Linked DNA regions of Mus musculus: regions 1, 3, 4, 5, 6 and 7 are each linked to region 2. The links are chromatin contacts, called in public Hi-C and promoter capture Hi-C maps. All regions are on one chromosome and are shown on one strand. The core of a region is the stretch at or near the end of the contact, and the rest is flanking DNA. Distances in the headings are between cores, read along the strand shown. Region 1 holds the start of Cc2d2a (coiled-coil and C2 domain containing 2A). Region 2 holds the start of Lap3 (leucine aminopeptidase 3). Region 3 holds the start of Cd38 (CD38 antigen). Region 4 holds the start of Bst1 (bone marrow stromal cell antigen 1). Region 5 has its middle 34 kb from the start of Fgfbp1. Region 6 overlaps Cd38 (CD38 antigen). Region 7 overlaps Fbxl5 (F-box and leucine-rich repeat protein 5).

Region 1 (2,700 bases), core at 130-2,629, 1.8 Mb before region 2:
AAATGACTCAATCAATAAGATACTGGCCCAGAATAAATACTGAGCTCAGGTCTCCAGCACCCACATAAAAAGCCAAGTGGCTACAGGCATCTATATTCCCAGCACTGGGGATACAAAGACAGACCAATCAACCAAACACAATCAGCAGCAGTCTCCAAAAACAGCATTCTCCAAACATCAGGCTCCAAAAGAGACCCTTTACTGGGGTTTTCCCTGGAAGGAAGGTTGTGGCATGGTAAGTGTGCTGGTGGGTTTAGAATTAAATAATTTGACTTGTTTCAGAATATTCTGGATCATAGACATGCTCCCTAAGCACCTGCCTCCAGAGTGACTTAGAGCAGAGGGGTACTTCTTGGTGATTGCAGTAGATGGAGATGCCAGCTTGGGGTCAGTTAGTACGTATCAAAGAGAATATATGCATTTCCTTGGAGTCATTTATTGTCTCTAGGAATTAGTTAGCTTCAGAGATCTATCTAAGACCCATGCAGTGAATGCCAGAGCTTTAGGGATACAGAAAATAGGGGCTGGGAGATAGTTCTATTAGTAAAGGGCTTTTCATCACACAAGCATGAGGACCTGGCTTTGAAGGTGGCTAACACTCAGCATGGTGGCCCACGTTTGTTCTATCAGCACCAGACAAGCTAAGACAAGCAGGGATCTGGAGTTAGGCAGGCAGCCTAGCCTAATCACCAAATGCCAGCTTCCAGTCAGAGGTCTTGTCTAAGAAACAAAATGGCAGGCTTCTGAGGAACAACACTTGGGGTTAGGAGGCCGCGGTCTGTGGAGTTCCTTGATCTGTGGTTGTCTTTGGCCTGTAGAGTCTGAGTCTGCTTACTACTGTTCTCACTACTTGGCCTTTTCTCCTGGTTTCTTGCCTTTTTTTTTTTTTTTTTTTTTTTTTTTGAGCCATCTTGTCTGTATCCCTGCTGGGCCGCTGGGTCATTTGTAGTGAAGAGTTGAAGAAACAGAGGTTAGGCGTGTGCGGTCCAGCTTCTGTGCACAGCCAGCCAACATCCCTAATGCAACACACGCTGGAGCTCTGATAGCTCTGATGCCCGGCCACATAGTCTTTGCTACTGCTTACTAGGCAGCTCCACACAACATGGCCCCTCCTGATTCTAAACCACTCTACTTATCAACACCTTCTGTCCTTGACCCAACAGGCCATGCAACCCAGAGACATAAGGCAGGACACCCTGCTGAGAGCCTGAGTCCTCTCTGCTAGGCTGCCCAGTTGCTTTCCCTTTGTCTCTCTTCAGCACGTTATTTTTCCACTGCTTGCCCAGCAAGCTCATATTCCAAGTCTTAAAAGTAAACTGCCACTTTAAAAAAAAAAAGCGGCCGCCTAGTGACCTTCCCTGGGAACTGGTTGCTAAGCTGGTGTTTTTTTTTAAACCCTGAGATATGGCTGCAGCTTCCCAGGGAGTAACCTCTCTTACCCCAGCCCACCCTTTCGCTCATTTCTAAAAGGTTCTCTGGCTTGACACAACTGGTCTCTCATCTCATCCCTTCAGCCCAGCAAGTGGAATCTGCAAACTTCGTTTTGTAGAGTGGACGAAGGTAAATCAGTCTTTAACAGAGACAGGCTGCAGTGTCCTGCTTTCCTCTCCTTTCCGTTCCGGCAGAGAAACCAGCCCCTCCCTGGTGCAGTGAGAGTGGAATGAATGCTTTGTAACGTTAGGGACTCTCATCTTGCTAACATTAGAGACCCTTCATCTTGCTTGCAGTTTCACTCTCTCAATGCAAAGTGGGGGCACTGCAGGGACAGCTCTGATTTCAGCTGCTGTCTGGCTTGCAGGGGAAAAGCAAACCGGTTCACAGAGAGCCTCTCTGGTCAGTGTGCTGCTAAGCACTAGCTGCGTGTTGCTTTCGGGCCTTTAGTTTAAACTGCTCCGGGGAAGGGGAGGGCGGGCCGGAGGGAGTACTCTCCGTGTGGCGAGCTCCACTTTTCTTGTTATTGGACAAAGAGCTCTGAACCGCAGGGCTGAGGTCTGCCAAGCTTTCAGAAGTCTACTGGCCATCAGCTCAGCTGTTTTCATTTTAGGTGCTATGAAATGCTAGGTGCTATGAAATGCTAATAAAATCTAATGAGAAATACATGTCTGCTATTGCATTTTATATAACATTTCTGCAAATAAGTGTAACGACAGCATGCTTTGTATAGAGGGGAACTGTATATGGATAGAGAAAATATGTGCATATATGTATACATAGAGATAGAGAGATATGCACATATATAAACATAGATCAATCTGTATATAGATAGTTGGCCTAGAGTTCACTTACAGAGTCATTTATTCAAGTTTTTAGTGAGCATCAATGATGCAGCAGATGAAGAACTCAAGTTTACAGTGTACAAAACCAACTTAGACCAGGTCCAGTGGTGAGACTTTGCTGGGGAAGCAGATGTAGAAACAGATAATGAGATCAGTGACAAAACAGACTTGTAAAAAGGTCTAAAGAGCTTGGCCCACAGCGGGACTCCTGCCATAGAGGTGCTTCCAGCACCCCCTGTGCAGCTGAGCAATCCCATGAGCAGAGCCTGGGTGCTGACCTGGCCTCATCAAGTGAAAGGTGTCCCGTCCATCTGATTAAATGACCACACACAGCTGTGTCACTCACCTGGTACCCTAGAAGCTGGGGCTAGAGTAACTTGCTGCTACATAATTAATCATTAAAAAGGCACAGGATGGCTCCTGA
Region 2 (2,700 bases), core at 101-2,600:
CTTGTTTGCATAGGCCCTAGATATGGACTAGATGCTAGATTTTGGCATGAATACACAGAAGTGAAAGCCACGTCCTACACACACACACATACACACACACACACACACACACACACACACACACACGAGCAGGATACAGGTGATTAGCAATTTGAGACAGGTTGCTTTGGGAGTAGGAGACATAAAACCCACAGTGGGATGGTCTGGAGGCATTTCTTGTGGAAGAAATGTCCTTAAACAAAATAAAAAAGGCAGAAGGAACTTGATCTTATTACGTTAGTAACCTTTTTATCACCAGGACAAAACTTTCTGAAGCTGTCAAATTAAAAAGAGGAAAGACTTTAGTTCCTAGCTCCAGAGGTTCCCGTGGTCATTCAGTGCACGGGTTTAGGGCCAGCATAGCAATTATGCTGAACACATACGATGGGATGCCTCTTCATCTGTGGTGAATCAGAGACAGGCAGCCGGGTCCTGGGATCACAGCATTTTCCTTGAAACCTCCCAACTTCTTTCTACTAGGTCCCATGTTCTACGTGTTCCACCTCCTCCCTGCAGCACCACGAGCTGCTGACCAAGAGCTGCTGACCAAAGCTTTAAAATATGAGCCTTGTCAGTAGTGAGGGTGGGCTACTAATGGGGACAATCATGGCCCATATCCGGATGTCTACATAAGACACTCTTCAAAACAGTTTTTGTAATCACTGTACTTCTTGCCCTTATTGGATAATGAAGGATGGCAGATATGCTACATTAAAGTATGCCACTTGAGCATCAATATTTTGCACCTAAAAGGCACTTGAATAGAACTAAATGCAAGAAGAGCCATCTTTGGGTCTCCCAAACCCCAAAGCAGAACGTCAAACCACCATGTAAACTACTGCTACCCCAAATACTTTTACCCGAGGTGAGGCGTTAAGGAAGCTAGAAATCTGCCCAAATGAACCTTATTTAGCTAATTATTACATTCTTTTTGTTTTCCTTTATGCTTAGTTACTTTTTCATAACTATTTACTATTCAATATAAGCACTTGGACCTGATCACTTTCAGGATCCTCATTTTCCTGTAAGGGCTTCCATGTATACACAAACTTGTTAAATAAAATTGACATACTTCTGTTAAACTGCCTTAAACCAAATTCTCAGGCTTCCCACGCGAGCACGAGCAAGCCGACACGCCCCTGAGCCCGCAGAAACCACGCCCACGACGCCGGCCCGCAAGAACAGAAGCCCCGCCCCCAAGGGCCTGCCGCCCTTCCCTAAGGCTCAGTAGCGGGTCTCCGCCCAGTTGCCGACGGCCCCGCCCCCAAGGCCCCGCACAGGTCCGGCTTTCCAAGCGCGCGTCCGGCGACCCCGGAGGTCCCGCCTCCAGGCGCGCGCCCTGCCACGCGCCACGTGCTCCTTCTCTGGAGGGCGGCGCCGAGGGCCGAGCCGAGAAGATGTACTTGCTGCCCCTTCCGGCTGCCGCGCGAGTCGCGCTCCGCCGCCTGGGAGTGAGAGGTCTCTGGGATCGGGGTCTGTCCACCGCAGACATGACGAAGGTGAGTGGAGGCGGCTCGCTCTCGGGCGGCCGCGCGAGCCCTGGCGGCGGGCAGCAGGGTGACCCGGCGTATCCAGGCCGCGATGTGTCGGACGGACGCATCAAGTTGCAGAAATGAGCTGAACAGAAAAGTTCCCTGGGTTTGCAGGACACCAGCCTGGGCCCGGCTTGCGACGAGGGCGGCCGATGCTGTTTGCCGAGGGCGCGTCCTTTCTTCCTAACTGGACAGTGCTGGGTTCTGAAGGCTGAGCAGAACCGCTCACTCCACCTAACCAGTGTTTACTGACTCCTCTAACTGAGCTCTGAAAAATTACACGCGCCTAGTTCGCCAATTCTTTTAGTTCTCACAGAGACCCTAGAAAGGACGACGGTAGGATTGTCCCAAAGCCTGCTACGCTTCCAGAGTAGCCAGTCACAGGGCCTGGACCCCTCCCCCCGCTGAAGTGAAGTGGAAGGCCCTGGGGGAGGAAACTGCTGGATTGGGTTTCTGTCCTTTTAGGGGAAAGGGTTTTATTGAGAGAGGTCATCTTGAAATTGGAAGAGGGTCTTCTCCATAGTCTGAGAAATTATGAAGGACCCTCAGATGGGAAAAGTCTGGAAGGGCTCATTGGAGTACTTCCAGGTCATACTTCCAGGACCTGGTGAGGGAGGAATGTTCCAGATGGAGCTTTGAACTCAGGTCGCCTGCAGTTATCACAGATAGCAGAGGAGTTAGGCAGACACCTTTCCAGCCCTGGCCGGTAACATTGGATTGTCCCAGGTTGGTCTCATGGAACCCCAGAATGAACAATCTTGGGAAAGTTAGAACCTAGCACTTACCATTGCTAAGGACGCCTGTTTTCTTCAGTGGAAAGATGGGTCCGGAGTACCTGGGGTGTTTTTTGGAAAGGGCCCTGACCAGAAAGAAGGCATGTGCACTGTCAAAGTTTAACTACGCAGGAGCTCCAGTGTCAGGGACTAGGTTTCCTTATCTGGCAAATGAGAGAAAAGTACTCCTTGAAGTGGCCGTAAGGGAGGCAGTATTTTAAAAGTCGTAAATTGCCTTGTGAAGTCAAATGATGAGCAGTGGTTTTACATCCTTATTTCAGGTGTTTGGGGCGGGGAGCGTGTGACAGAAATGTGGAGCCACACCATTAAGTGCTTGGCAGAAGGCCCTGCTTCTT
Region 3 (2,700 bases), core at 99-2,598, 1.6 Mb before region 2:
AAGAGTGCTGGGTCTGGACTCAGTCAGAGAAGATGCACCTAACCCTCTAGATACTTGGGGCCCCAGGGAGTGAGGAAGTCTGGTGGGGTGGGGGGTAGGGATAGGGGTGGGGACATCCTCTTGGAGAGGGGGTGGGGAGGAGGAGGTGAGGGAATGTACCAGGAGGGAGATGAAGTCTGGACTGTAAAAAAAGATTAAAGAATGTATTTTTAAAAAAGAAAAAGAAAACACAGGAAAAAAAAGAAAGAGAGGGAGAGAGGCACACAAAATGAATAAGCAAAATGACAGCAAACGTTTAAAAAAAAATGAAATGCACAGTCTAAAAAAGTCCTCCTGACATACGGAGCTGCAGAGACTTACTCTCCTGCTGCCTTCGGAAGGATTCTCTGTCATCCTGTAGTATAGCTGCAATGCTGCTTTCCCGCATCTTAAAACAGAACAAGGGGCTTTCCTGCCCCAGCTCTTGCATCCAGTACCCTCTGCCTGAAAAGTGTCCCGTGAAAATCCTGTGTCATGATCCATTCTGTGACAAGTCTCTGTTTAAGCAGAAGAGTGCGGGGTCTTCTTGGGAAGGAGAGCCAGGAAGAGCCTTTGTATTTGGGGTTCCCATGTGGGATGAAGTATTACTGCACATGAGATGGGTTGCGAGCATCCTATCAACTCTAAAATCCTACCTTTGTCAACCCCCTAGAGTAAGCAGCAATAACTTACATTTATTGAGTAATCGGTTGTTATGTCTTAGGGATTATGCTAAACACCTAGGAGGTATTAAGCCATCTAATCAAAGCAAGCTTTGATGTAATGAATGTGAGGCTCTGCTCACATCTATCTAGTTCAGAGAGGTAAGTTTATCTTAACAGCACTTTACCATCTGGGGCTGGGTTTGAACTGATACCTCCTGAGAAGAGGGGCAGAGTAAAGCTGAGACTTTAAAGATACTTGGGCAGGATTTTTATCAAAGCTCAGAAGTAGAGGTAAGCAGGCCATTCATTGCCAGGCATTTGGGTGAACAGAGAGAGAGAGGGAGGGAGGAGAGGGAGAGGGAGAATAATTTTACACACACACATACACACACACCTGAGCATAAGTAGCAAACATGTCAAGTGTCAAGGTTGTTGGTCAGGAGTATTCTGAAGCTGTTGTTTGTGTACCAGCAGAGGCTAAAGTGCTGTCTTCTCTTGGAGAGAGAGGTTCTGGTCAGTTTGCTCTGGAGTCTGGAAGTAAGCAGTTGGAGTGCCTGTTGACAACCCAAGAGCCTTATTAGTCCAGTCACCTCCGTGGAACTTTGGAGCAGGAGTAGGGGGTGGGAAAGGAAGCAGATAAAAGCAAGTGAAAAAAAGGAGGAGGGGCAGGCTCTGACCCAGTCAGCCCTGTGCTCTCTTCCTGCCTAGCCTGGGCCAGTCTTCGGGAGCCCAATGGCTAACTATGAATTTAGCCAGGTGTCTGGGGACAGACCTGGCTGCCGCCTCTCTAGGAAAGCCCAGATCGGTCTCGGAGTGGGTCTCCTGGTCCTGATCGCCTTGGTAGTAGGGATCGTGGTCATACTTCTGAGGCCGCGCTCACTCCTGGTGTGGACTGGAGAGCCTACCACGAAGCACTTTTCTGACATCTTCCTGGGACGCTGCCTCATCTACACTCAGATCCTCCGGCCGGAGATGAGGTGAGTTGGCTTCTGAGGCTCACTCTAGGCACAGTGCGCAGCGGGACACCGGGGAAGCAGGCTGTGACTCAGCTGGAGCTCTCGCGGCGGGGGGGAATCTTCCAGATTGTCCCAAACAAAGAATCTTGTGTTGTGGATCAGCTGGAAGCCGAAGGGCAGTGCTGAGCGGAAGGTCTCCTGTTCAAGTTACCAGAACACCGCCTGCACAATGCCTCCTCCGTTTTGGCAGTGTCTGTGATGGGGGCGCCGATCCTTGCTGAGCTCTGCAAAGATGCTCGCTTCCCACAGAGGGTCCTGAACTCTGAAGGAACCCTTAGGGCTATCTTTGGCCACAGCCATGCTTCTGGGACAAAGATTACTCTCAGGCACAGGAACTTCACATTGTCTTTTGGCTTGTGGTTTCCATCAGACACCGCCCCTGCCCAGAAAGTTAAGGTCACAGGCGACATTTAACTAGGTGGCTTGCTCAGCTTGCTGTGGGGGTGGAAGGGGCCAGGAGGATTTTTGTGAATTCAAGGTTAACAAGGGCTGCACAGCAACATTGTAAATTCCAGGACAAGCTTGGGTTACAAAGAGAGACCTGACTCAAAATAAGTTAATTAATTTTAATTAATTACAACACAAAGAAAACAAAAAACAAGCCCAAACAGCATCCTGGTCTTTTTTTTTTTTTGCACCTGATCATTAATAAAAACAAAACAAGACAGACTGTCAAAACTGAAATATTACTCATCAGGTAAGCGAAATCCACTTGGTGATCCTGTGTAGACCCTTGGGAACATCATCTTCATTGGTCAATAGAGTCAGCCCATAGAACCCCTTCCACCCACTACCTGCCCCAGAGGGAATGATTTATGTTGCTTCTCCCTGGCATCATTTTAACGTAGAACTGATTTCTGAAGTCAAACAGAAAGCCCAGCAGGCTGGGAAGGCACACGCAGAAACCCAACTTCACATTCTGTCTTCAGATGCACACACTTCCCGGGTGCTCGAATGCTCAGTGGTTTGGGTCCTGGTCTTACTTGAAAATGTTGGAGTAT
Region 4 (2,700 bases), core at 89-2,588, 1.7 Mb before region 2:
GGTTGTCACAGAAGTATAGAAAGCGCAGTGAAAAGTTTCCCTTTGACAAGGAAGCCCACTGAGTAGCTGATCTCTTGAAACATTTGATTCAGATATTGGAATTACTCATACTGACCTGCTCTAGCACAACACAGTATGTTGGGTTTTCCCAAAAGAAAGTAGTTGGCGGGGCTTAGGAATTCAGGAAAGAAATTCACATTTTCCTCACAGGAAAAAAAAATCTCACTTAGGAAATTGTTTTTGAAAATGATCTTTGTGTAACAATCTTGGCATATTATAGTGATTGGTTTTTTGGGGGTTTTGGGGACTTTTGGGGTTGCTGTTTATTTACTTTTTTTGGCAATTTCTTTTTTAAAGAAAGATTTTTTTATTTACATTTCAAATATTATCCCCTTTCCTGGTTTCCCCTCTGAAAATTCCCTCTCCCCTCTCCCCTCCCCCTGCTCCCTAACCCTCTCACTCCCATTCCTGGTCCTGATATTCCCTTATACTGGGGCATAGAGCCTTCACTACCATGCAAGGCAATCATCACAGAACTCCAGAATATGAGTGTAAACATCTCTAATGGGTATTTTGGCTTCATTGGAGTTATCCTTTGGTCTTCAAAAATTCACATCCATCCTACATGATAAATTCCTTTACCTAACCTACCGTCCCCTACAATTATGAACTTATTTTAGTATCAATTCAAGTCCCCAAATCTCACATCTAAACTGCCTAAATTACAAAGGAGTGTAGCTCTGACCGTACTGTATTCTCAGACAAAGTTATCTGTGAGCACTTGGAAAACTAGAAAACAAGCCCTGTGCTCCAGAATCCATGGGGCAGGTGTAAGTGATGCCTGTGGACGATGTCCCTCACAAAGGAAGAAAAGGAAAGACAAAACAGGCACCAGTCAGTCACATCCAGAGTCCACCCAGACAAACTCCCTAAGAGTCAACTTAGGAATGGCATGTGATTCTTGTCTGTGCCCTTGTGCCTTCGGCTTTTCTCAAAGCCATCAATTTTCACTAAGGGTAGCACATGTCTCTCCTGGAAAGACTGTGTGAACCAGGACAGAATTTAAGTTTGCTTAGGGCTCACATGGTAACAGATTTCTATAGAGGTGTGTGTGTGTGTGTGTGTGTGTGTGTGCGCGCGCGCGCTTCAAATTCCCATTCCCTTTGGGGTCCCTCCACGAGGCGTCTTTTGCCAGGCAATGCCCTAAGTTTAATTTCTGTCGTAATGGAAGAGGAAAGAGGATGGGAGGTGGGCTGGCTTGGCATCTGGATGAGTCCTGCCAAAGCTCAGCTAAGGGGAACCGCCTCCTCAGTGGAAGAGGAACTGGGAGGAGTCCAAGAGGCCACGGGCTAGAGGAATCAAAGTCTTCTTGATGGCTGTCCAGGGAGGCCTGTTGTCTCTGTGGCTGTGGCTATGGCTGTCCTTGCTGACAGTGCTTCTGGGGGCAAGAGCGCGGTGGACAGGGGAGGGTACCACTCCTCACCTCCAGAGCATCTTCCTGGGCCGCTGCGCAGAGTACACCACGCTGCTGAGCCTGGGGTAAGTGCTAAGCCAGACAGTGAAAAGGCAGAAGGGTGGGGTGAGGTGAGGGCTTTGGAAAGTCAGGTGGAGGGACTAGCGGGACTCCATGCAGGTGATGTGTATGTAGGTGATTCTTAGGGACAAGATCCCCTGTGCAGGGGATTTCCAGACCCGGGAGGAAACTGCTAAGGCTGCCCCTGTGGGTGTAGAGGTGAGGAGAAAGCTGTAATGCGACACCAGTCTAGAGGTGAATTTGAGTGAAAGAGCCTTGCCTACTATCAACAACTGCCAGTTTGGGTATTTTGAGCACCACTTGGGAATTAGCTCCCCTTGTCCCATCTAGAGGATTCTGGTTCCCCCTACCTTGTGCACACTGTGTTTCCTATTGAAATAATTTCCTTCTCTGGATCTGCTTTTTTGTGTTGTTACACCACTCTTTCTCATGCCAGTTGTTTTTAATTGGGATGCAGCTCAATAAAATAAAATGAGAGAATAACATAAGAAGTCAGGTTGGTCATTGTCACCAAAGGTAGGACAACATGACCATTGCTATAGAACGTGATTTTGAAAGGCGTCCTGGACCTCAGGAGTGAAAACTGGCCCCAGAAGCCACTCTGACTCAGTAGAGGAAACTGCTCCCAACACTTGGCATCCACTCCTATCTTCCCAAGTCTTGCCTCCTGACTTGACCTCAGTGGGCCCAGAGACTCGCCCTCTAATGAACCTGAACAAGGAGCTCCACTCTTGTGTCTTAATGAATAGGCGAAAGCCAGAGGTGTGGTTCAGTGCTAGAACAGTTGACTACATGATACATGTGCAGTACCTCCACCACAGACAGAGGGGGGGGAAGGGGGAGGGGAGGGGAAGGGGGAGGGGGAGGGAGAGGGGGACGGAGAGGGAGGGGGGAGGGAGAGGGAGAAGGAGAGTTCTGAAAACCAGAAGTTTCCTGGTTTATTGACATTGAAATTGTCACTTTCTAGCATCACTTTTATCTGTGGCCTTGTCTGCTTCTGTCATAAGTCTGGAGGTGGGGATGGGGTAGGGGACTGCTTTCCTTAAACTGGAGAACTCTGTTTTGTTGTGTGCACAGAATGTGTGTGTGTGTGTGTGTGTGTGTGTGTGTGTGTGTGTGTGTATGTGTGTGTGTTGTGCCTGTGCCCACAGAGAGGAAGACAGCCT
Region 5 (2,700 bases), core at 29-2,528, 1.5 Mb before region 2:
GACTGCTTGCTTTCTAATTGTTCCAGCCTGAGACTCCTCACACTGAAGTGTAAATGGAGTCCTGAAACCTTATTTTAAAATACAGTTTGAGAGGCCTGTGAGGTGGCTGAGCAAGCGAAGGCACTGGCTGCACAACCCTGACTGCTCAAGTTCAATCTCCAGACCTCACCACCACCAAAAGGCAGAAGGAGACAACCAACTAGCACCCTCTCTCTCTCTCTCTCTCTCTCTCTCCCTCCCTCTCTCTCTCTCTCTCTCACTCACACACACACACACACACACACACACACACACACACACACACAATTTTAGATGCAACTTACTCTCACCTACACCACTCTTTGAATTCGCTCATAGCATGCTCTGCTTTTTTTCCTAACAGTTAATTTGCTACATAGCTGGTCGCTAGTCATTCATCATCTAACCTCCCCAATCCCGGAAACGTATGCCTCATGGTACAGCAACACCTTGGAGCCCTGTCTAGCTCCGTGTATTTGTTGACTGAAGGGTAAGTCAACGTGAAGGGACACAGTAGTCTCTTGAAAAGCTATGAAGGTAGGTTGGGCCTGGCAGTCGCCAGGGAGAAGGGACTTTCCTCATCCTATCCAACTCAGCTGTCAACTGATCTCTTAGGGGTTAAGAGAAAAAGAAATGCAGAGACTCCACTTCCTGGCCTGTCATTTTACTAATTGCTTAAAGTCACCCTCCCTTGATCTCTGGTTCCTCATTTGCAACTTGAAAGCAAAGCACAGGTTTCCAAGGAGATTAGAAAATAAGTTTGCACAGAAGCAGGGTCTGTCGTTTCTCAAAATCCCTGCCGATCTTAATTAATGTGGTATAACAGAGAGCCCACGGGTGCCCCCCTAGAGTGTGTCAGAGTCACATAAATAACCTGGCTCCAAGGAAGTACGAGGTGTAGGAAGGGGGTGGCTGTCTCCCACTTCTCCCAGTCTTCCCATATAAACTCTCCTTCCAATTACCTCTCATTTTCAGTCTTTGTAACTTAAGAGGCAAAATAATTTTTGTTAAAGCCAACCCCCTTAAAAATAATGATAAAAACCATCTCCCTCCCTACTTCTCTTAGGAATGTAGGTGGCTGCCTTTCTAGCCAGATGGGGCCTCGAAAGGAATGAGCTAGGGGAAATCTTGGCAGATCTGGGGTGCAGGTTCCCAGAGCTAGGGCTGAGAAAAGAAGGGACCCGCCCGGTTCCCGCCCAGTTCGCTGCAGAGGCACCTGCGGTGACTGGCCGAGACGGCGGCGGAGCTGATTGGCCCGGTGCACATGAGGCGACATCAGGCGGTGGGGCCGGCAGGGCAGGGCAAGGTAGCCTGCGGCACTACCGCTCACTCTGGACGTGCATTTGGCTCCATTCTCCCAGGTGTGCTTAGGCAAGACTGTGAATAACTCAGGCCCAGCTGCTGCCAAGTGGGTGACTAAGAGGACTGCGGGGAGGGGCGGAGAAAGTGAACTTAGAGTGAGAAAGAGTTCCTGTCGAGAGGTACCTGGCAATCTTCAAAGGGAGTTCCCCGACTCGGCAGAGTTAGACCCGCCAGGCACTGTATACAGCAGGCTCATAAGAGTTGCTTGCTGAAGCCGGCTTCCTCACCCATATCAAATGAGTGCTATTTTTAATTCCTAATGTATACAAAAGGAAACTGAAGCTTACAGATGTTACAAGCATCAGCAAGCCGCAACATCCGCCTATACCTCCCTCCCCCATTTACCTGGGCTGGAACAGAATCAATCACCTCTAGCCTCGCCTTTTTTTTTTTTTTTTTTTTTTTTTTTTTTGAGTAATATAAATTCAGCCGGTTGCACATCTGTAATCCCCTGGAATCCTGAGACCAAGTCAGGGTTGGGAGAATTAGAGGTTAGTCTGGGCTCTCTAGTTAAACCCTGTCTTAAAAATGAACAAACCACAAATAGAGCTATGAACCCTGTCTTCCTCCCAGATTTCCACAGGGACTTTCAAACAACTTCCTCCATTGTAGGCGGTGTCAGAACCGGCTGCGACCTCACTCTCTCGCTGGGAAAGCTCTTGTACTCCTTGCCTGCTGATCTTTTCACTGCTGAAGGCAGACACACTGGCGGTTCCCTCAGCCCATCACTACTTCATTTCTCCAGGCAGTGCAGCCCGAGAGGCTTCCTCATGCTGTGGTGGTGCTGAGGGAGCCCTCTCTGGGTTGTCTGCCTTGCCCTTTTCCTCCCTCTCTTCCCCTCCTTCCCCTCCCCCTCCTTACACAGTGGACACAGCGTGCCGGCATCATGACTCATTTTAGAAAGCTTTTGTTTCCATGAGCTCTGGCTATTCATATATACTAGAATTAAAACTATGACAGAAAAACCATCATCTGAGATGAGTAATAGACCTGGTCAGATGGCTTTGTTGGTGAAGTATGGGATTTAAGTTTGAGGCCCAGAACTTTCATTAGATAAAGCTGCTTGTGGTGGGTCTCAATTTATAACCCTGGTGCAGGGAAGGCAGGCACGGGTCTTAGTCTTTTCATTTCTAATTCATTTTCTGCCAGACATTTCCACTCTCTGATCATGGTTGGCAGGAAAGTTGTATAGGTTCTAGCCAAAAAGTGGAGCAAAGGCTCTGTCCTAAAACAGTGCTTCTTGACCTCCCTACTGCTGCCACCCTTTGATACAGTTACTCATGTGGTGATGACCCCGACCATAAAATTATTTCATGGCTA
Region 6 (2,700 bases), core at 139-2,638, 1.6 Mb before region 2:
TACATTTCCTTTCCATTTAACTGTTTTCTATAAACGATGTGTTTTAGATATGAACTATGTCTCTTGCCCACATTGGAGTGAAAACTGTCCCAACAACCCTATTACTGTGTTCTGGAAAGTGATTTCCCAAAAGGTAAGTCACAAATAGTTAAATTCTAGAGTTTTCACTGAAGATACTGTTCAGTCCATGACTGGTTGACTTCTGGCCCTTTGGGTGGGGGGTACAGATGATTTTAGGTGTAAAAGTATGAAAGGAAATCATGCCAGAAGATTTTTCTACACAACTTCAGAACACCCAGGAAGGCTTGGGAGCTCAGGGGAAGAAACCTAACCCAGTGAGGAGGTAACACTCACTGGCTGTGTCTACCAGGATGCTAGGCTTGGCTTAGTCCTGGGACCCAGGTATTGACTTGATTTCTGGAACAGTCTTAATAATTGGCATTTGTAGACCACTTGATGTGTGTCCAACTCTTTGCAGGAGTTAAGAACTCTAGCCTCACAACAGCCATATGAAACACCATCAATATCACGACTACTTGTAAAAATCTTTTTTAAAATTTGTTTACCTTTATTTTTATATGAATTGGTGTTTTTGCCTGCATGTCTGTCTATGTGAGAGTGTCAGATCTTGGAGTTACAAACTGCCATATGGGTATTAGGATTTGAACCCAGGTTCTCTGGTAGATCTGTCAGTGCCTTTAACTGCTGCACTATATTTCCAACCCCCAAAACCAATTTTCTTAGACATTCTGATCAGTTTCCTTATTTCATCTTCACCAAATGGAAATTAACACATACCTAGTCTAGATAGCTATTGGTGCATTCAAATAAAATATCACTAGCTTGTTAAGTAATGGAACCCACCTACACAACAAATGTTTATTGAAGACTTACTGCATGTTTTAAAAACTCAAAGACGCTGTATATTTTTGTTTGCTCGCTTTTACAGAGAATGTTTTCCATTTGTGTTATCACTTTGGGATATGTTTTACAGCCACATCATCTCTGAAACCCCCTACAGCAGTTCATGTTTTATATAAACTAAATGCTTCCTTGTATCACATCTCAGCCTTGGTACCAAGGCTAAGATGCTGAGGGTGATTGGAGGCACCTTGGCTTCTGAGACACTGTGCACCTGTACCTTGTTCTAGGATCTCTTTGAGGAAGACAAACAAACTAGTCCCTCTTTTTGACAATAAGGATGGTTCTTCTTACAGGTTTGAATTCCCAGATCACCTTGTTGCTAAGTTGTGTGACCTTGAGGCCAACGGTGCCAATGCTTACTTTGTGTCAGAGGACTTGTGAGAATTCTCCTTTATAGGGTTCAGGACTCTTCTGGGTCAGTGCTTAATGATTAATCATAAGGAGTAGGACTTGGTCCCTCTGTGGTTACACAAGCACCACTGGACTTCATAATAAAGCTCTGAATCTATCTGTAGTGTAGAAGTCACCCGCAGAGTAAAGTGCAGGTTCCCCAACAAAGTACAAGGCCATCTATGAACTGAATATTCAATATCGACTGCAACTTTCCCCACAAACTACTGTTCTCCTAAACCAAGGGCCCCTTCCAGTCACAGCTTCACCAGTGGAGTCCTGACCGCTCTTTGGGACGTGGGTTCTGTTTGCTATACAGCACTTTCTTGGTCTTTCCTAGTGTCCAGTGCAGAGTATCTTCTTTTCTCCTGTCATCCTTTTCATCCCTGGAATTTTACTGAGTAAAACATACCTGTGTCATGCACTAGGTATAAAGCACTGAAAGTTCTAGAAGCACATAGGAATCCAAGCTCTTTGTTCTCACAAAGCTCTTCGTACTGACGGCTAAAACTGTTCAACCCGCCATAACAATGAAATGTTGTTAAGTAATGTGCACAGATGTCGTGGAAGGAGACCCACGTCCCAGAGGTCTGTCTCCAAAGGAAGCTGAACAGTACTCCGTTCACATGGTGACCTCCAGTGCTTAGCAGACCTCCCAGCTGAAAGTTGGTTGCATGAAGAAATAAAACTCCTTGTTCAACCATGTTCTTTTATTCAAGCACCACACTCCCTCCTTCTTTATGCCTTTCTAGAGCCTCAGGATCACTGCCTCTTACCTGGGCTTCCCTTTCTACAGTGTTCCCCTAAATTGTCCACCTTACTTCTGCTAAATAAGATGTAGCATCTACAGAACATGATACCAAGTGAGTGCTTTCATTCATGCAAATTGCCATGGCTGCATTAAGAATTCATACAAAGTAAATTCTTCCTGTGGCTTAGACTATTGGATAGATTCACCATTCTTGTACTAGAACTAGGGAGGCTATTCTCTCTCCCTCTCTAGTTAGTACTAAGTACTCTTTGGATGGAATTGCTGAAGAATAATGATGAACTTCCTTTTCTTCCTCCTCTTCTTCCTCTTCCTCCTCTTTCTCCTCCTCCTCCTCTTCCTCTTCTTCCTTCTCTTCTTGGTTTTGGTCTTTGACAGGGTTTCTCTGTATAGCTTTGGCTGTCCTGGACATCACTCTGTAGACCAGGCTACTCCAAACTAGCAGAGATCCAACCACCTGCCTTTGCCTCCCAAGTGCTGCAATCAAAGGCATGTGTCACCACTCAGTCTGGCTGACGGACTTCTTTTTTAAGTTTGCAGAAGATGCCTGTGGTGTGGTCCAAGTGATGCTCAATGGGTCCCTCCGTGAGCCATTTTACAAAAACAGGTACTCATTT
Region 7 (2,700 bases), core at 18-2,517, 1.7 Mb before region 2:
CCAGGATATATTATATTAGAAAAAAAATTTTTTTTTCAAAAAGAAAAAAGACTGTTTGTTACCTTGGTTTCAGCACAGGCTACATACTACAATGTAAAGAATAATATCAACTACCAAAGAAGAACACCAAGGCAATGCTGCCTATCCCAAGTAGAGTTTTGAGGGTAGCCTACACTTCATTTTATTATCAAGGCATTATAAAATGAAAACATAATTGCAAATCACTACAATAAATGATTTACAACTAAAAAAAGAGGATTCATAGGCCAACAAGGTGGCTTGGTGGGTAAAAATATTTGCTCCCAAGAAAGATGACCTGAGTTGAATTCTCAGAACCCATAGTGGAAGGAGACAATTCCCAATTGCACAATGAATGTTTTGGCTTTGTTTTTCAAAGTAGAGCTGGAAAGATGGCTAGGCAGTTAAGGCTACTTGCTGCTACTGTGAAGGGCCTGAGTTTGGCTTTAGTGCCCATATGGTGACTCACAAGCATCTGGAACTTCACTCCAGGAAAACAGATATTGTCCATTGGCACAAAGTGCACATACAAACATGCAGAAAAACACACTCATACATGTAAAATGAAAATAGATCTTTAGAAGAGAAAAAAGGCAGATGTAGTCAGTCCTCATAGGATAGTTTCTCTTTATCTTACACTGGATACTTAATCATCCTTTATTACTCAAAGAAAACAAATTGTTTTGCAGTGTGTTAGTGATATGCTAATGCATGTATGTGAGGCACAACAGTGATAAACTTAGCCACTATTTAATTACTCAAGTCCACTAATGAAAAAACACTAAGAACTCTTTAAACCTGGCAAAAAGAAAATATTTAAAGATTTACAGAATCTTCTAAAAGTTCTGAAAAATTAGTGACAATTATGAAAATGTATCATAGTGCCATCACACATAAAAATATACTTATGGGGCTGGAGAGATGGCTCAGCAGTTGAGAGCACTGACTGCTCTTCCAGAGGTCCTGAGTTCAATTCCCAGCAACCACATGGTGGCTCACAACCATCTGTAATGGGATCCGATGCCCTCTTCCGGTGTGTCTGAAGACAGCGACAGTGTACTCACATATATATAATAAATATTTAAAAATATATATATACTTATTCTTAAGTAAATAAAATCATTCATTCAGTAAAAGAAGAATTAAAGCTATGCTTTTTATAATTCCACTGGATTTCATTCCTGTGCCCAAGAAGAAACAGCTGATTCTATCAACAGCACATTTCCTCCTTCTTTTGAGGAACTCAACTCAAAATAGTATCTTCTGTTAAATTACGAATATAAATCACAACAAAGAAAAACTCTACTTACCTCTTCTTCCTCTTTCATGTGAGGAAGAAAATCTCTTGTAAAAGCCTCCAATCTCTCTTTCAGCTGTTTTGCATAATTTAACTGTTCGTACTCATTCTAGAAACAAAGAGTAATACACATTTAGCAGGAAGTAGAGACACTTATCTTTAATGCCAGAACTCAGGAGGCAGGAACAAATGGTTCTCTAAATTTGAGGTCAGCCTAGCCTACATAGCAAGTTCCAGACCAGCCAGGGCTACATAGTAGGATTCTGCCTCAAATATATGTAAGTTTTGCTTCACTGTAATGTTGTATAAAGGTTTGCTTCATTATATACTGCTTGATCACAGGAAGTCCATTTAGTTTTCTTTTAGCATAAAGATGTCCTTGGAGCCAGGGTGCAGCTCAGAGCTAGAGCACTTGCTAACGTGTCTACACTCTACAGTCAGCCTTGGCACACCACCTCCCACACACAGCCCTGAAACAAGCTCTGAGCTCCCTACTAACTCCAATTCTGGTTTTTAAATTTTACTAAAATAGAGAAAAGATATTTTAAAATATATTACAAATATACTATAAAGTTTTCATAATACATTTTATGTTATCCTAACAGGCCATAAATATTAATATCAACATTTCTAAAGGCAAGAAATTCACACTTTAATCATTCTAATTCTGGACACCTCTCAAGAGCCAAACATTTCTTTCACATATGAATTAAAATCAAACCTCTCTCTAATTTCTCCATCTTTTCCAATGTAAAAATATAGGGAGCATTCAAAATAGTGAAATACTTAAAACTATGATACTGTGGTGACCTGAAGGAGAATGTCCCCAAAGGCTCTGGTATCTGAGGTTTGGACCTGCTTAGCAGCACTGCCGGGGAGACTTAGGAGATGTGGCCCCACTCAAAGAAGTATGTCACTTGGGACAGACTTCAAGAGATTAAAAATCCTCATCATTTCTTGTTCATTTCAAGCTCAGTCTACTTCCTGTTTCCTGTGTGTGGTTTAAGATTTGAGTACTTTGCTCTCAGCTCCAATCACTATACCTGCCGGTTAACACACACACACACACACACACACACACACACACGGAAGGAGGCATAAGCTCTAAATAAACCCTTCTAAGTTTTCTTGGTCATGGTGCTTTATTACAGCAATAAAAAGTAACTAAGACAAGTACTAATTTATCTCTGTCAGGACCTGATTTTTCTTTTAGATAATTTATTCAATTACTTTCCAATATTCAGTTCACTGTTGAACTCTGCTGAGACTTTGACATATCCCTTAAACCCATCCATACGTACGGCTTCCAATTCCACATATATGCTAGTAATTATCAAATCTGCTTTTCACACTACCTCACTCTTTCTGCTCTTCAAACCCACCAA

What was found. Promoter capture Hi-C pulls out the DNA fragments that hold promoters and counts their contacts. A called contact is a pair of places that touch in the nucleus more often than the background predicts. Capture Hi-C pulls out chosen DNA fragments and counts their contacts.
Region 1: a contact with region 2 is called in a promoter capture Hi-C map of adipose tissue, with 3 times the contacts expected there. The contact joins the promoter of Cc2d2a here to the promoter of Lap3 in region 2. A contact is called at or near these places in 5 of 39 promoter capture datasets (the 3T3-L1 cell line, cranial neural crest, frontonasal cranial neural crest and 2 more), 2 of 115 datasets of contacts at active chromatin or transcription factors (astrocytes and forebrain) and 1 of 9 other capture datasets (adipose tissue).
Region 3: a contact with region 2 is called in a promoter capture Hi-C map of embryonic stem cells, with 4 times the contacts expected there. The contact joins the promoter of Cd38 here to the promoter of Lap3 in region 2. A contact is called at or near these places in 11 of 39 promoter capture datasets (the 3T3-L1 cell line, 3T3-L1-derived adipocytes, cranial neural crest and 7 more), 1 of 484 Hi-C or Micro-C datasets (B cells), 5 of 115 datasets of contacts at active chromatin or transcription factors (differentiating embryonic stem cells, embryonic stem cells, forebrain and 1 more) and 1 of 9 other capture datasets (embryonic stem cells).
Region 4: a promoter capture Hi-C map of pre-B cells shows a contact between it and region 2. The contact joins the promoter of Bst1 here to the promoter of Lap3 in region 2. A contact is called at or near these places in 7 of 39 promoter capture datasets (the 3T3-L1 cell line, cranial neural crest, hippocampal neurons and 3 more) and 6 of 115 datasets of contacts at active chromatin or transcription factors (differentiating embryonic stem cells, embryonic stem cells, large pre-B cells and 2 more).
Region 5: a promoter capture Hi-C map of the C10 cell line shows a contact between it and region 2, with 2.8 times the contacts expected there. The contact joins the enhancer-like site here to the promoter of Lap3 in region 2. A contact is called at or near these places in 6 of 39 promoter capture datasets (the C10 cell line, hippocampal neurons, liver and 2 more).
Region 6: a promoter capture Hi-C map of liver shows a contact between it and region 2, with 4 times the contacts expected there. The contact joins the enhancer-like site here to the promoter of Lap3 in region 2. A contact is called at or near these places in 5 of 39 promoter capture datasets (3T3-L1-derived adipocytes, liver, neural stem cells and 2 more) and 1 of 115 datasets of contacts at active chromatin or transcription factors (astrocytes).
Region 7: a contact with region 2 is called in a Hi-C map of CD8 T cells, with 2.5 times the contacts expected there. The contact joins the enhancer-like site here to the promoter of Lap3 in region 2. A contact is called at or near these places in 6 of 39 promoter capture datasets (the 3T3-L1 cell line, cranial neural crest, liver and 2 more), 4 of 484 Hi-C or Micro-C datasets (CD8 T cells, embryonic stem cells, olfactory sensory neurons and 1 more), 5 of 115 datasets of contacts at active chromatin or transcription factors (astrocytes, embryonic forebrain, embryonic stem cells and 1 more) and 1 of 9 other capture datasets (liver).

What each region holds. Positions count from the first base shown.
Region 1 is chr5:43,661,000-43,663,699 of GRCm38.p6, forward strand. Cc2d2a (coiled-coil and C2 domain containing 2A) reads left to right here and starts at 1,380. Exons shown (of 38, transcript NM_001359906.1): 1 at 1,380-1,560.
Region 2 is chr5:45,492,024-45,494,723 of GRCm38.p6, forward strand. It overlaps Lap3 (leucine aminopeptidase 3), which reads left to right and starts at 1,351. Exons shown (of 13, transcript NM_024434.6): 1 at 1,351-1,538. The coding sequence starts at 1,437.
Region 3 is chr5:43,867,461-43,870,160 of GRCm38.p6, forward strand. Cd38 (CD38 antigen) reads left to right here and starts at 1,349. Exons shown (of 8, transcript NM_007646.5): 1 at 1,349-1,660. The coding sequence starts at 1,416.
Region 4 is chr5:43,817,555-43,820,254 of GRCm38.p6, forward strand. Bst1 (bone marrow stromal cell antigen 1) reads left to right here and starts at 1,339. Exons shown (of 9, transcript NM_009763.3): 1 at 1,339-1,539. The coding sequence starts at 1,373.
Region 5 is chr5:43,946,918-43,949,617 of GRCm38.p6, forward strand. No RefSeq gene overlaps it. Among named protein-coding and RNA genes, the nearest start is that of Fgfbp1, 34 kb to the right of the region's middle. Within about 2 kb of position 1,279, at least 291 of the 459 cell types and tissues checked have an H3K27ac peak or open chromatin away from gene starts, as enhancers often do. A contact at or near this core is called in liver and second pharyngeal arch cranial neural crest, where this site is marked.
Region 6 is chr5:43,903,548-43,906,247 of GRCm38.p6, forward strand. Cd38 (CD38 antigen) reads left to right here. Exons shown (of 8, transcript NM_007646.5): 4 at 48-133; 5 at 2,617-2,690. Among named protein-coding and RNA genes, the nearest start is that of Gm16015, 5.0 kb to the right of the region's middle. Within about 2 kb of position 1,389, at least 5 of the 459 cell types and tissues checked have an H3K27ac peak or open chromatin away from gene starts, as enhancers often do. A contact at or near this core is called in liver, where this site is marked.
Region 7 is chr5:43,769,409-43,772,108 of GRCm38.p6, forward strand. Fbxl5 (F-box and leucine-rich repeat protein 5) reads right to left here. Exons shown (of 11, transcript NM_001159963.1): 3 at 1,329-1,424. Among named protein-coding and RNA genes, the nearest start is that of Fbxl5, 11 kb to the right of the region's middle. Within about 2 kb of position 1,268, at least 42 of the 459 cell types and tissues checked have an H3K27ac peak or open chromatin away from gene starts, as enhancers often do. A contact at or near this core is called in CD8 T cells, where this site is marked.